2 separate regions of the Zea mays genome follow, and region 1 is linked to region 2. Evidence: chromatin contacts called from public Hi-C data. All regions are on one chromosome and are shown on one strand. Each heading gives the region's core, a stretch centred on a gene start, on an enhancer-like site or on the middle of the called end of the contact. The rest is flanking DNA. Distances are from core to core; before and after follow the strand shown.

Region 1 (6,312 bases), core at 2,223-4,722, 790 kb after region 2:
TGCCGCCCACAGTCCGTCGACGACCCAAAGCCTAATCTCTATCGAAATCCTACGAAAATCATTGCGGAGTAGGTAAGGAACACAATAGGTGATGACTCACCGGTTAATTGGGTGCCCAAATAGGTCGACCACGATCGACCACAGAGCAGTCGCGCGGAGTACTCCAGTGATGAATTCACTAGACTTCGATGACCCACGTGCCAAGGGGCTTGCACGCAGACGACCCACGCGCACCAGCGAACACCAACGCACCTCCTTGCGACCCACACGACGGCGGCTACGAGGAAACGACGCGGTGGCTACGTCCTCTCTCTCTCTCCTCTCGCTTTCTCTCTAATGTCGCCGATGGCAATGACCTGTAGGATTCTTGGAGCCAGGGTTTTAAAGACTAGAAGCGCAGGATTCGTGCTATCATCCAGGTGACGCAGAGGGTTATGTCCTCGATTTACGTGCACGCCACGAGTGGCCCACGGTGGTTTGTTACGGATCGGCTTTGGGAAGGAGACGGCTGATAGCACGGCCCCACATTTCAGCATCAAATTGATCGCACGCGGACAACTGAGTGGTCACTGACAGGGTGGGCCCACGGGTGCGGTCAACCCGGCTGCAGGAGTTGGGTCGCGCGGGAGGGGTTGTCATGGTGAAATGGGTCGCGCAGGGGCTGTTGCCCCAGGCAAGGTAAGACAAATTTTCTTTTCTTTTCTTTTTTTCTTTTTTTCTTTTTTTCTTTTTTCATTCTTTTCTTTTCTATTTCAAATTTTAATTTGATTCAAGTTTACCTCAAATTTCGAAAATGCATCAAACCAGGGTTTCAACTTGTTTTTGCAGAAATATCTCATTTATTTTTACTGTATTTATTTATTCATTAATATTTTGAACCACATAGTTAATGAAAGGAATATCCCACTTGTTTTAACACACATGAGAAATCTTCTTGTTATTATCTATCTAAATCATATGTTTTGTGGACACAACTATTATTACATAATTTTATACTAAAGGATAGTTTTATCTCAACCTATCTAGAGAATATCTCCAATTATTTTATCCAAAAGAAGAGTTTAACACATAATTCTTCTATATATAATCCAATCCATGTACAATTTAATTTCTAAGTATCTTTTATTTTAGTCTTTTATTTAGACAATATATATTCATTTTGGGATATTTTTAATTATTAATGTTATAAATTCTAAAGTAGAATTTTGGGTGTTACACCCCTCTGATGAAAGTAGGGCTTTGTGTATCCCGAACCCTGATAAATCGCTTGTGTCAACTCGCATCGCTATCTAGGTCGGGGCACGCGACATCATTTCACTAGTTGGTTAGTACCACGAGTCTAAACACCGACACCGACACTGTTATAAATTAGTATTGATTTGTAGGGATGACTAAATAGAGGTGATTAGATTATTTATTTTTATAGGGGCTTTCTAGCTCCTACAACTTTTATGTTGCAGTAAAGAATACTTCTTTATTTTGAACAAATTTACTCACGTCGCTCCTCGTGTATGTGTTTGATCGTGTGTGTATATATATATATATATACAAAGTAGTACATTTCGAGAGCCTAAAATTATCCCACATATAGAAAACGACATTTAGAGCTAGTTTGAGAACTACGTTTTTCCAAAGGATTCTTATTTTTATAAGGGAAAATAAACTAATTTTTTTTAGAAAAATGAAAATCTCGTGGAAAATTGGGTTCCCAAACTAGCCCTTAATTTTGGCAGGCAGGGACATGTAAAGAATCTTTTTCGAGTATGTGTTCACACGCGCCGCGCCATGCCTGCGTGACCCGAAACCGGTTGGCATATATTTTAGGTAGAACGCGTCCTTACCGCGCAGAGGACAAGTTAAAGAATAGCAAGACAAGTACGTATGGGCAGTGTATGCAGTGAAGTAGAGATTTTGACCACACATTAAATAAAGAGATATATTAATATATTCATAGCACATGGATAAAGTATGCCTTTACAACTTGAGAATTTTACAGAAAGACGCCCAAAAGCTGAGACCCTCATCAGATCGGATGATCGGATCGGAACTAGATCTCCTCACATCAGGTGATCGGGACTAGATCTGTCTCCTCCCTGTTTCTAGCAGGAGCATAAGTAAAAAAAATAATCTGAAAGGTTAAAAATACTTAACAGGGAATTGCAAATGGTCGTCTTTGCCAATTTGCAGTGCAGTCTAAGACATGATGCCACTAATATTTGCCACCACTATGAAGTCAATTAGCACGCACGCTAAGATTAGCATAGACGCACACACAAAGAAGGTACACCGTATCAGAGGATAGAAAAGTAATCAGCAGAAAGGCCAGGTTCATATGCAAATAGCACAATATCTTCGTTTTTTCAGTTATTTAAACATTTGAATTATTCCTGAATTAGCATTTTAATAAAAGAATCATTTGTAGCTTGAAAATAACTGAACTTCTACAATCTAATATTCGAAGCTGAATACACCTTGTAATCATACAATTTACAAAGTTTTTTTTTGTAGAAAGTAGTAAACTCCCAATACTAACAGTTGTTCAAACATCTAAATACTAAAATATTGTAACACCCAAAATCATAGTTTAGTAATTTAGAAAATTCTCCAAAAGATATGAGATAAAATGTCTTCTCATAATGATTCTCTTCCTTTATAATGTATCTCTCTTTAAAGTAAATAAATAATAATGGTAAGAGTTTGGTAGTTCAAAATTTAGATCAAACTCTTGAAACAAAAAATTACGTTGAAACCGAGACAATAAACAAAAAGAAAAAATTTTAAATCTATTTATTATCCCTATGGTAAACTATATAGTTCAAACACTGTTTAAAAATATCTTTAACTAAAATAATTCTATAGTTCATGGTGAAGATTATGTATTAACTTCTACTAAGCTAAATAAGAAGAATTTCAAATTATTGGTTTGAGTAAAATAATTCTTTTATGATCTACATATTAAAACGACATTTACCAAAGTGAACAAAGCAGTTGATATATCAAAATATATATGACATAGCATGCTGAGTTATTTGTTTGTGCATCTAGATTTCAAATTTGGAATTCAAAACTTGGTTTTGAATTGAAATTAAAATAGAAAACTGAAATGAAATAGGAAATAAAAAGAAAAGAGAGATCACCTGCTTCCTGGCCGAGTCCCACATTCTCACCTCAACTCCGCTTATATCCCAAAGCAAGACTGGTTGCTGGCGTCGACACATGGGACCCTTCGGCCAGCCGCTCAGCCTCGCTCCTTCGCCCGTAGTAACCGGCATGTGGACCCACCTTGCGCTCTCTTAATCGTGTGATGTCATCTCCAAGTGGGCCCCGTTCGTCAAGCCCCTCTCTCCCCTTTGTAACAAACTCACCGTTGGAACCAGGAGCCGTTGCAACCACCGCGTCCAACCGCATCCACCTCGGATCGGGACCGGGGTATAAGTACCTTGGTCCCTGCACCAAATCAGCCATGAGCCACGTGGAGCTGTGTTGGCGCCGGCATTGGGCGATCGATGAAAGCAAAGGGAGGAGAAGAAGAGAGCATCGTTGCCACCGTCAATCCGCCCTGTGTGTGATCCCCCAAGCTCGATGGGTGGTACTTGGGCGCCCCAGGTTTCCGCCGCACATGTTGGTGGCTTCGCCAGGTGAGAACCATGACCGGGGAACCGACAATTGCTCATCGGAGCAATCCGCCTCTGTGGCGTCGCTCGCAACCGTGGGCAGGAGCATCGGCGCTGACAACAGAGGTGAGAAACCATCTTTGTAGTTCGCGTTGCCCTCCTTCTCGTGTAGCACCAGTTCGTTTCGAATTTCGAGCACTAGGAGCCGCTCAGGATTGTTGCCGGCCATGGCGGCGCCCCGTCAGGCCAGCCCACCGCCATGTCTGAGCGTGGTCATGGGGTGGGAGTGCTAGAGCCGTTGGTCCATAAACGATTGGACGATATTAAGGGGGTGTTTGGTTTCAAGGGACTAATGTTTAGTCCCTTCATTTTATTCTATTTTAGTATATAAATTGTCAAATATAGAAATTAAAATAGAGTTTTAGTTTCCATATTTAGCAATTTTGGAACTAAAATGGAATAAAATGTAGGGACTAAAAATTAGTCCCTAGAAACCAAACACCCCCTAAATCGATTGGGTACGGCTCGGGCATTGGATTGAGACCGTTATATCGCGATCGAAGGTATTAAATTGGTTTTGGGCTTCATAAAATCGCGGTTTTAGGGGGTGTTTGGTTTCTAGGGACTAATTTTTAGTTCCTCTATTTTATTCCATTTTAGTCCTTAAAATTACTAAATATAGAAACTAAAACTCTATTTTAGTTTCCCTATTTAACAATTTATGAACTAAAATAAAATAAAGTGGAGGGACTAAAGTTTAGTCCCTATAAACCAAACACCTCTTTAGACCATTGACCCAACCACCAAAATTGTGTACCGATTTCACATAGATTTGATCTCATTTGGGCCGTCCAGTGGGAGATTAGGTGGATAGGATGGCCCAATACCCTTTCAACTGATCAAGTATTCAAAAGAGACCCTAAAGAATTTAGAAATTAAACCCATCGTCCCCCTCCTATGAGAAACTCTTACAATAGGGTCCCTGGTTTTTATATAACCATCCCTTGAGGTTATTTTTAGCATAAAAATTAATAATAAATCACCCCAAAACTTATTTGGTTCATAACTTCTTCGTTTTAGATCTGATTCAGTCGATTCCAGTTACATTAGCTTCGTAATAATAATGTCTACATTTTCGTAACATTTTTTTGTTAGGTAACATGTTCTCAAAACTAGATATTTGTTTAACCTATGCTAGTAGATTAACATGTCTAATCAAAGTTAATCTATTATAAGATGCCTAAATTATGATTGCTAATCAAGTTATCACTTAGATTATAACTGAACTAGTTATCTCTTCGTAATATTTTTATCACATGAGTTATATTAATTAACATATATTTTTACTATTTTATCACCTAAAACTTTAGAAAACCATATTTTTTTAACAATAACTTTGATTTTAGTAGTTCTCGAACCTACGATCTCATAGCGACGCGTAGAATATTCCTACGCAGTTTGTTCTCATGTTTGGTGTAATGTTATTTTTATGTACTCCTTGTCTACTTGTATGTATTGCTACGAGTAGCAGCGAGTGACGAGAAACCCGAAGACCAACATGGTGAAACACCTAAATATTGCAAGTATAAGGCAAGTTGTGCGCTTGATCACTCTTCTTTACCTAATAATGTTCCTGTTAATCACTGTGACACGCTCAGGTTATTTTGATGGGACCTAATAGGTTGCCCTAGTTCTGGTTACCCCACACCATGCAAACAAATGAATTATTGGGTAGTTTGGCTATTTCTCTACCTGGTTTTGGGATTAATGGTATATCTGAATTATGATCATGTACCATTAATACTGTTGGTTTCATTATTGTGCATGATAAGATTATTTTGTAGGTATCTATATGCTTGAATGCTTGTTCTTATGATACTTGTTTGATTTGGTTCTTTGATCGCATGTGATGGATCGTGGAGTAATGTCCATAATGGCACCTAAGTATATAAATACATAAAAATATGATTAAAAGAAAACAAATCCATCTAAATAGACCCATCTCATCTTAAAAGATTCTATCTCATCTTATCCTAACCACTTTGCTTATCCCATCCTTGATTGATAACAATGATCTAATCAAATTAATTATATTTTATCTAATCTAATTTTAGTCATACCAACACAATTAAATAAGATCTAACACTTTTCTTGTCTCATCCTAGAGTAACAACAATGACCTAATCCAAATTAAGTAGATCTTATCTAGTCTAAACTAGTCATACTAATCTAATCTAGATACCATCTAATCTAAATATAATCTAATGTGAGTTACCTAACATATTAGTTAATACTGGTGGAATAGATTAGAACCCTACTCCTATAACACATGTTTAACCTAAATTGGTTCCTTAGACCAAGTCGGCCATGCACAACAACCTAATCTACATGTTGGGTTGCGTAACCTACCTAGCCCAACCTAGAAGCAAAACAACTACACCCCACTCTACCTAATCTCATTTATCTTAAGCCACCTACTAAGCCATGTGCTCTACCAACTACGCTATTTGGTTACCTACAAATCTGCCTTAACTACATGTCCATAACTCGGATGGTAACACCAAAGTCTGGAGAAGGAAACACCAAAAACGAAGGTCTCCAACCTCGATGAAGACACCAAGACTCTAGAAGAAATAAATCATCCTTGTCAACAAAGGATAAGAGTCAGACCAGATCTTCAGATACATCAGGATTCACC
Region 2 (6,615 bases), core at 523-3,022:
TCAGTCAGTGAAGCAGCTGGTCGATTCGTGGAACTTGTCATCACCCTATGTGTGCAGGTGATATCGGGGAGTGGCAATCCAATGGCACGATGAAGATCATCGACAGAAAGAAGAACATCTTCAAGCTGTCCCAGGGGGAGTATGTGGCAGTTGAGGTCCTGGAAAGAGCATACCTGCAGTCACCCCTTGTGGCATCGGTACGCCGACAACACCCTAAACCAAAATTGTTTTCATGCTCCGATTTGGCTTACCTAGAGGATGGCCGCTCCTACCTACGTACGAATCTGCAGGTCTGGGTCTACGGGAACAGCTTCGAGTCGTTCCTCGTTGCCGTGGCTGTCCCTGAGAGGCAGGCTCTCGAGGAATGGGCAGCAGCCAACAGCAAGGCCGGCGACTTTGCAGAGCTGTGCGCTGATCCCAAGGCGAGGACCTACGTTCGGGATCAGCTGAACCAAACTGGGAAGAAACTTGGGGTAAGTCGAGCAAGCGATTGACTGCATCAAATTTATTTCCATGGTTCCTGCACAGTTATTCATCGGAATAACAGTAAATTTCAATCCTTTTTCGTGGATACAATATAGTTGAGAGGCTTCGAGATGCTGAAAGCAGTCTACCTGGAGCCGGTGCCTTTCAGCATCGAGAAGGACCTCGTCACTCCAACCTTTAAGCTCAAGAGACCCCAGCTGCTCAAGTATTACAAGGTCTGATGGAACCATGCAGAATTATTCACACAAAAGTTTTTACAATGTCGTCGCGATGATTTCTTTAAGTAAAACGGAAAATTTTGTAGTTTCATTTTATTCAAATTTGTCGTAGGATCGGGTCGACCAAATGTACAAGGATGCCAAGGAGGGGAGAGCTGCGCCATGAGCCCATGACGGCATTGCCAATTTGCCACGAGTGGCTATGATCCTGAGCATTGTGATTCCTCGAAAGCGTGTACATATTGATTATCACAATTTGTAAGTTTAAGGCATGTGTGTTCTATGCCAAAATGTCAGCAGAAAATGAATTGGCTAAGAAGCTCGTGAATCGTGATAGCTTACATTAATAAATTTATTAAGCTAGTCCATTACCTTCACACACTCCTTACTTTTTTGTTTTTGTTTGGTTTGTGGAATAGAAGATGAGTTTATCCATCACTACCCTTTTTCTCATAGATACCACTATTTCTTATAGATAGTTAGTTAGTACTAATATGAGAAATGAGATCATCCCACCAAATTTAAGGATCATATTGGATAGAGTGATTCCTAAAAACAAACACCCTTTACAGTCTCGCTCGACACCTGAACGGCCGAACTTGCCATAATTTTTTTCTTCGTTATATAGAAAACTACTTTGGTGTTGTATATGGGAACTTGAACTATTATTAGTAGCATATATTCAGCGTTATTACATGACCGACTTTACTTTTCATGGAACATACAACGACAAATACCAATTCTGTGGGCTCAGTAATTCTTGTTATTTCAGCCTCTCATAGTTTGGCAGCAGATCCCTTCCTTGCCAAGCTTTTTCCATGTAACAACAAAAGCACGTACATCTGATGTAGATCGTACATCTTGTCACTGAGGCAGCTGGAATTTAATAAGCAACCCTGCATGCTTTCTTGGACAACAGGACAAGCCAGAGGCCCAGCATATAAACACCAAATCTTAGTCCAAAATAAAATGATATTGGCTAAAAACCATGTTCGTAGCCTAATTGTTTGCTGAACAGATCTTTCGAACATAGGCCGGCCCACATAGACCACTGTTGCCAGCCACTGTACACAGATGGGTACTCTGCGTAGAGGTTGTCAAGTCGCTGTCCAGCATGTTAAGTCGTTATTAGATGAGTCCAAATAGCTCAATCCTGAAAGATCTGATAGGCTGGAAGGAATCTCCCCAGAAAGCAGGTTGTTTGAGAGGTCCAGTGAGAAAAGTGACTTTATGGCCGTGAAGCCATTGCATGCAAGTCAATGAAAAAAGCTCTAGGACCTAATACTCAGGTCAGTTCCACCTTGCCCATGCTGTCAGATTCACTCTAACAACCAGAGAAATGTGACAAGGCCTAATGGTGCAGCTGATGATGACAAAGAGAATGGAAGGCCAGGACGTCAAGTGAAGCCCAACAGCCGCGTCAGTGGGCCGAATCGGTCAGGTTAGCTGCCTGTCCTTTTCTTTTTCGTTGAGTTTTGGCCGCTGTGTTCTTGGGGTTAAGAAATACGTTACCACGGTCCACGGATCACCAGATCCGCTCCCTTTCCTCCGTCAGCAGTAGAGGCGCGAGAAACTGTAGAGGACCCGTCTCCCTTCCCAGAAGCACGACAGAGGAATGCACGAGACACGAGATGTAGGGTTGGGCTTCTGGCCTATTTCTCTTCTCTATCTATTATGAGGGGTATACAGATTTCTTATATAGAGATGTGAGACCCCTCAAGGGTAAATCAGTATTTGCCCACATAACCCTAATTAGGGTTTCTTAACACTCCCCCTTGGCAAATACCGTGACGAACACATGTCTCGTTAAAACTCCCAAAAACCCAGTGGGAAAAATATGGAGAAAGAGTGTATGGTGACGCATATTGCATTTGCACTTTATTACCTCATTAAGAACCTCATGTGAGAAACTTTAGGAAAACTCACCAAGGGAAAAAGAGTACAACATCTGTCATCGGGACAGATTTCGATCCTCTGGGATCTAGATTTTATTGAATCTTCTACAAGGGATAACTTTAGAAATGTGCTCTCCCTGATCCTTACAAAACTGTCTTAGTAAGGCAAAATACCTTCTTCAGGAAGTATATGCAGTTGTGCACATAGAGATTTAGCAAATAGATTGCATATTATTGTAAGGATTATATCAAGAACATCACCTCTACTCACTTCTAGGATATACGAGGTAAGTGCACGTATCAACATAAATAAGTCACTTTGACTGGTGGTGTTCGATCGGCTGAATCTACATATTTGATAGAAACTTTCATAAAGGTTCACATATTGATCATCAAGCTGGCGCCTTCAGGGCATAGAATATGACATTTAGTGTCCCACGACTGTGATCAATATAAGCATTCACTCCCCCTAACGGTGACATCTGTCAAAGTCGTTATCCCTCATAACTTCAACATATTCTTCAAGATATATGACTCATTGTTTATCTGGAATAACGAGAACAAATGAAGTTGGGGTGCTATCTTTTTCTATCTTAAACCACAATTTATACACAATTGTGCAAAGCAAGTAACATGCCCTTGTATAGGACTTAGGGATAATGTAGTTGCAATAGTACACACTTCAGATATGAATCATCGCTCTAGGCATCCGTTCATTGCAACTTCTATGATGGCGTAACAAAAGTCCATCAAAGATCGTAATCCATCAGAGATTCTTCATCGATCAGATACATCATTATAGTCTGTCATTTTGGCACAATAGAGATATTTTGCCAATAACACCTAAACCTTATAGGTTTCAGCCATCGAGGCTTTGGAGGATATCATAATTCCACATCTAGTGGAAAATAGCATGAGTAAAACTCGTGGAATGCATATGTGCTTATTCGGTGAACTTCAAGTCCATTGGTACGTCATCCTATTTCTTTTCGGGTCTGTATGGGTTTTTATCCCTTTATAGGGGTGAAAGGGAAATGTGCCCTTGGGCCATTTCTATAAATGTTTTGGTGATTAGATGACCAACACAAATTACTTTGGTTCATAAGTGCTAAGTGGTTGAAAGATGCAAATCAAAGAATCAAGGTATGTCTCCGGCCTTAGTAAATTGTTTTTGGATACTAACATATTTCTCTAAGTGCTAGGAATCTTGCCCAATCAAAAGAAATTGGATTGGAGATATTTGGCATGAGTTTAGCCAAACATGTACCAGCCTGGGGTGCACCGGACTGTCCGGTGTGCACCGGACAGTGCCTAGTGCCCATGCTGCCCCCCGGCGCCAAACTCTTCGCTCTCGGGAATTCACCGAGAGCGTAGCGGCTAAAATTCACCGAACTGTCCGGTGAGCACCAGACTGTCCAGTGAGCCAACAACGCCCACGGCCAACGGTCGGCAACATGATCAACAGGTGACATGTGGCCAAGCCAACGGTCACTTGGTCGCACCGGACAATGTCCAGTGCACCAAGGGGACCGAAGGTCCAACGGTCGGCTTCGCTAGAAAAGAAAGGAGATCGGTCACCGGACAAGCACTGTTCATGTCCGTTGGTGCACCGGACTGTCCGGTGCACCACCCGACAGAAGGCAAGAATTGCCTTCCAAATGGAACTCCAACGGCTCCTAGCTGCCTTAGGGCTATAAAAGGGACCCCTAGGCGCATGGAGCACTATACCAAGCATCTATTGAACATTCTAAGACGCCTAGACTTTGCCACCACGCACTTGGATCATCGTGTTTGAGATTTGAGCACTGTTTGAGTTGTAAACTCCCTGCGCTGTGTTTTGTGCTCACGTCTTGACTTGTGTGCGTGTGTTTGCTGCGATTCTTGTGTGTTTCTTTCCCTCCCTTACTCTTGTGCTTTGTGGTGTGATCAACTTTGTAAGGGTGAGACGCTCCAACTTGTGGATGTTCCTCACAAATGGGAAAACTACTATAAGGAAGAAACCGTGGTATTCAAGTGGATCATTGGATCACTTGAAAGGGGTTGAGTGCAACCCTCGTCCATTGGGACGCCACAACGTGGAAGTAGGCAAGTGTTATACTTGGCCGAACCATGGGTTAAAATCACCGTGTCTCTTGCGTCGCTCTTTTGTGTGATTGGTTTCCTGTTGGGCCTATGCTTCGTCGCCGAAGGTCTTACAGGGAGAAGCAGTCTTCGGCGGAAGCTGTTTGTATAAAATGGCCGAAGGTTCCTCTTTGTGAAGCTTCGGTATTGCAAACCGACTTAAAGATAGAATGACCTTTTAGTCCATAAAGGTCTGAGTCAATGTTGTAAGCTTTTATAAGGGGCTTACTTGTAATTCCTCACAGGCTGCGTCCTGTGCCTATAAATAATGAACAGTATTCCATTACTGTTCACGCATTCGAGTTATTGCAATCGCATCTTCTGGAATCCAACCTTTTGCCAAGGCAAAGGTATTATTGTATTCAATGACTCAATACATTAAATAGATACAATGTAATTTGTCTATGATGTATTTATCCCTTTTATACCTTTTTATGTTATCTTATAATTTTTACTGAAATTCTATTACGAAGACTTAAACTTCGTAATTATGCTCTTATCAGCCTTCGTCCAAGGTCCATTATCCTCAAGGGAATAATGTTTCATGGACGAAGGACATTGACATTTAACACTTTATGTTGCCTTGTTCTTAATTCATAGCATTTGAGAACAAGTCCCCAACATTGGCGCCCACCTCCGGTGAACTCACTTCCACTTTTTGAGCTGATGACTTCGTTCAACGACCAAGCTGGAGCTGCTTCGGACCCGAAGCTGGTGCTCCTGATCACAGGTGGCTCGTCCTCAGAGCCAGCTAACAAGAAACAAAAGAAGGAAGCACAAAGAAGGGTACAACATGTTGGGGTGCAAGGACCCTTCATCAAGTCAAGATGGTCTCACATTCCTATTACCTTCTCCCAAGAGGACCTTCAGCTCAAAGATTACCCACACAACGATGCCATGGTTATCTCTTGTGTTATCAAAGGATTTCTGGTCCACAATGTCTTGGTTGACACAGGCAGTGCAGCTGACATTATATTTGCTAAGGCCTTCAGACAAATGCAAGAGCCAGAAGATAAGATTCATGATGCTACACATCCTCTCTGTGGCTTCGGAGGAAGACAGATTGTAGCACTGGGCAAGATCACCATGTCAGTGACCTTCGGGTTCATCAACAACACTAGAACTGAGCAAGTTGTGTTTGACATTGTTGACATGGAATACCCTTACAATGCAATTATTGGTCGTGGTACCCTCAATGCCTTCGAAGCAATCCTTCATCCTGCCTATCTTTGCATGAAGATACCTTCGGATCAGGGACCCATTGCTATCCATGGAAGTCAGGAAGCTGCAAGAAGGGCCGAAGGCAATTGGACTGACTCAAAAGCAATCCATAACATAGATGGAGCTGAAGCTTGTGAACAGTACAAATTCAGAAGGGAGAAAGCAGCTTCAGCAGATCAGCCGAAGCCTATGCTCTTATGTGAGGACATAGCAGAGCAGAAGGTGCTGTTAGGCTCTCAATTATCCGAAGAGCAGGAGAAAACCTTGATAAGGTTTTTGTTCAATAACAAAGATGTTTTTGCATGGTCAGCCAATGATCTCTGCGGAGTTAATAGAGATGTTATTGAGCACTCGCTCAATGTCGATCCATCCTTCAGACCCAGAAAGCAAAGGCTTCGGAAAATGTCAGATGATAAGGCCGAAGGTGCTCGCAACGAAGTCAAAAGACTCCTCAGTGCAGGAGTTATCAGAGAAGTGAAGTACCCAGAATGGCTAGCTAACACTGTTATGGTAAAAAAAGCCAATGGCAAGTGGCGAATGTGCATCGATTTTACAGATCTTAACAAGGCTTGTCCGAAGGATGAATTCCCACTACCAAGGATAGACTCTTTAGTTGATGCAGCAGCTTCTTCAGAGCTCATGAGTCTGTTAGACTGTTATTCAGGCTATCACCA

Evidence for each region. A called contact is a pair of places that touch in the nucleus more often than the background predicts.
Region 1: a contact with region 2 is called in a Hi-C map of tassel, with 2.2 times the contacts expected there. The contact joins the promoter of LOC103654608 here to the enhancer-like site in region 2. A contact is called at or near these places in 2 of 25 Hi-C or Micro-C datasets (ear and tassel).

Annotation. Positions count from the first base shown.
Region 1 is chr4:218,511,052-218,517,363 of Zm-B73-REFERENCE-NAM-5.0, forward strand. LOC103654608 (Lipase-like PAD4) reads left to right here and starts at 3,473. Exons shown (of 5, transcript XM_008681454.4): 1 at 3,473-3,740.
Region 2 is chr4:217,717,904-217,724,518 of Zm-B73-REFERENCE-NAM-5.0, forward strand. It overlaps LOC100281785, which reads left to right. Exons shown (of 19, transcript NM_001154705.3): 16 at 58-197; 17 at 291-473; 18 at 582-701; 19 at 817-1,141. The coding sequence ends at 870. Among protein-coding and RNA genes, the nearest start is that of LOC100281785, 10 kb to the left of the region's middle. Within about 2 kb of position 1,773, at least 16 of the 20 cell types and tissues checked have an H3K27ac peak or open chromatin away from gene starts, as enhancers often do. A contact at or near this core is called in ear and tassel, where this site is marked.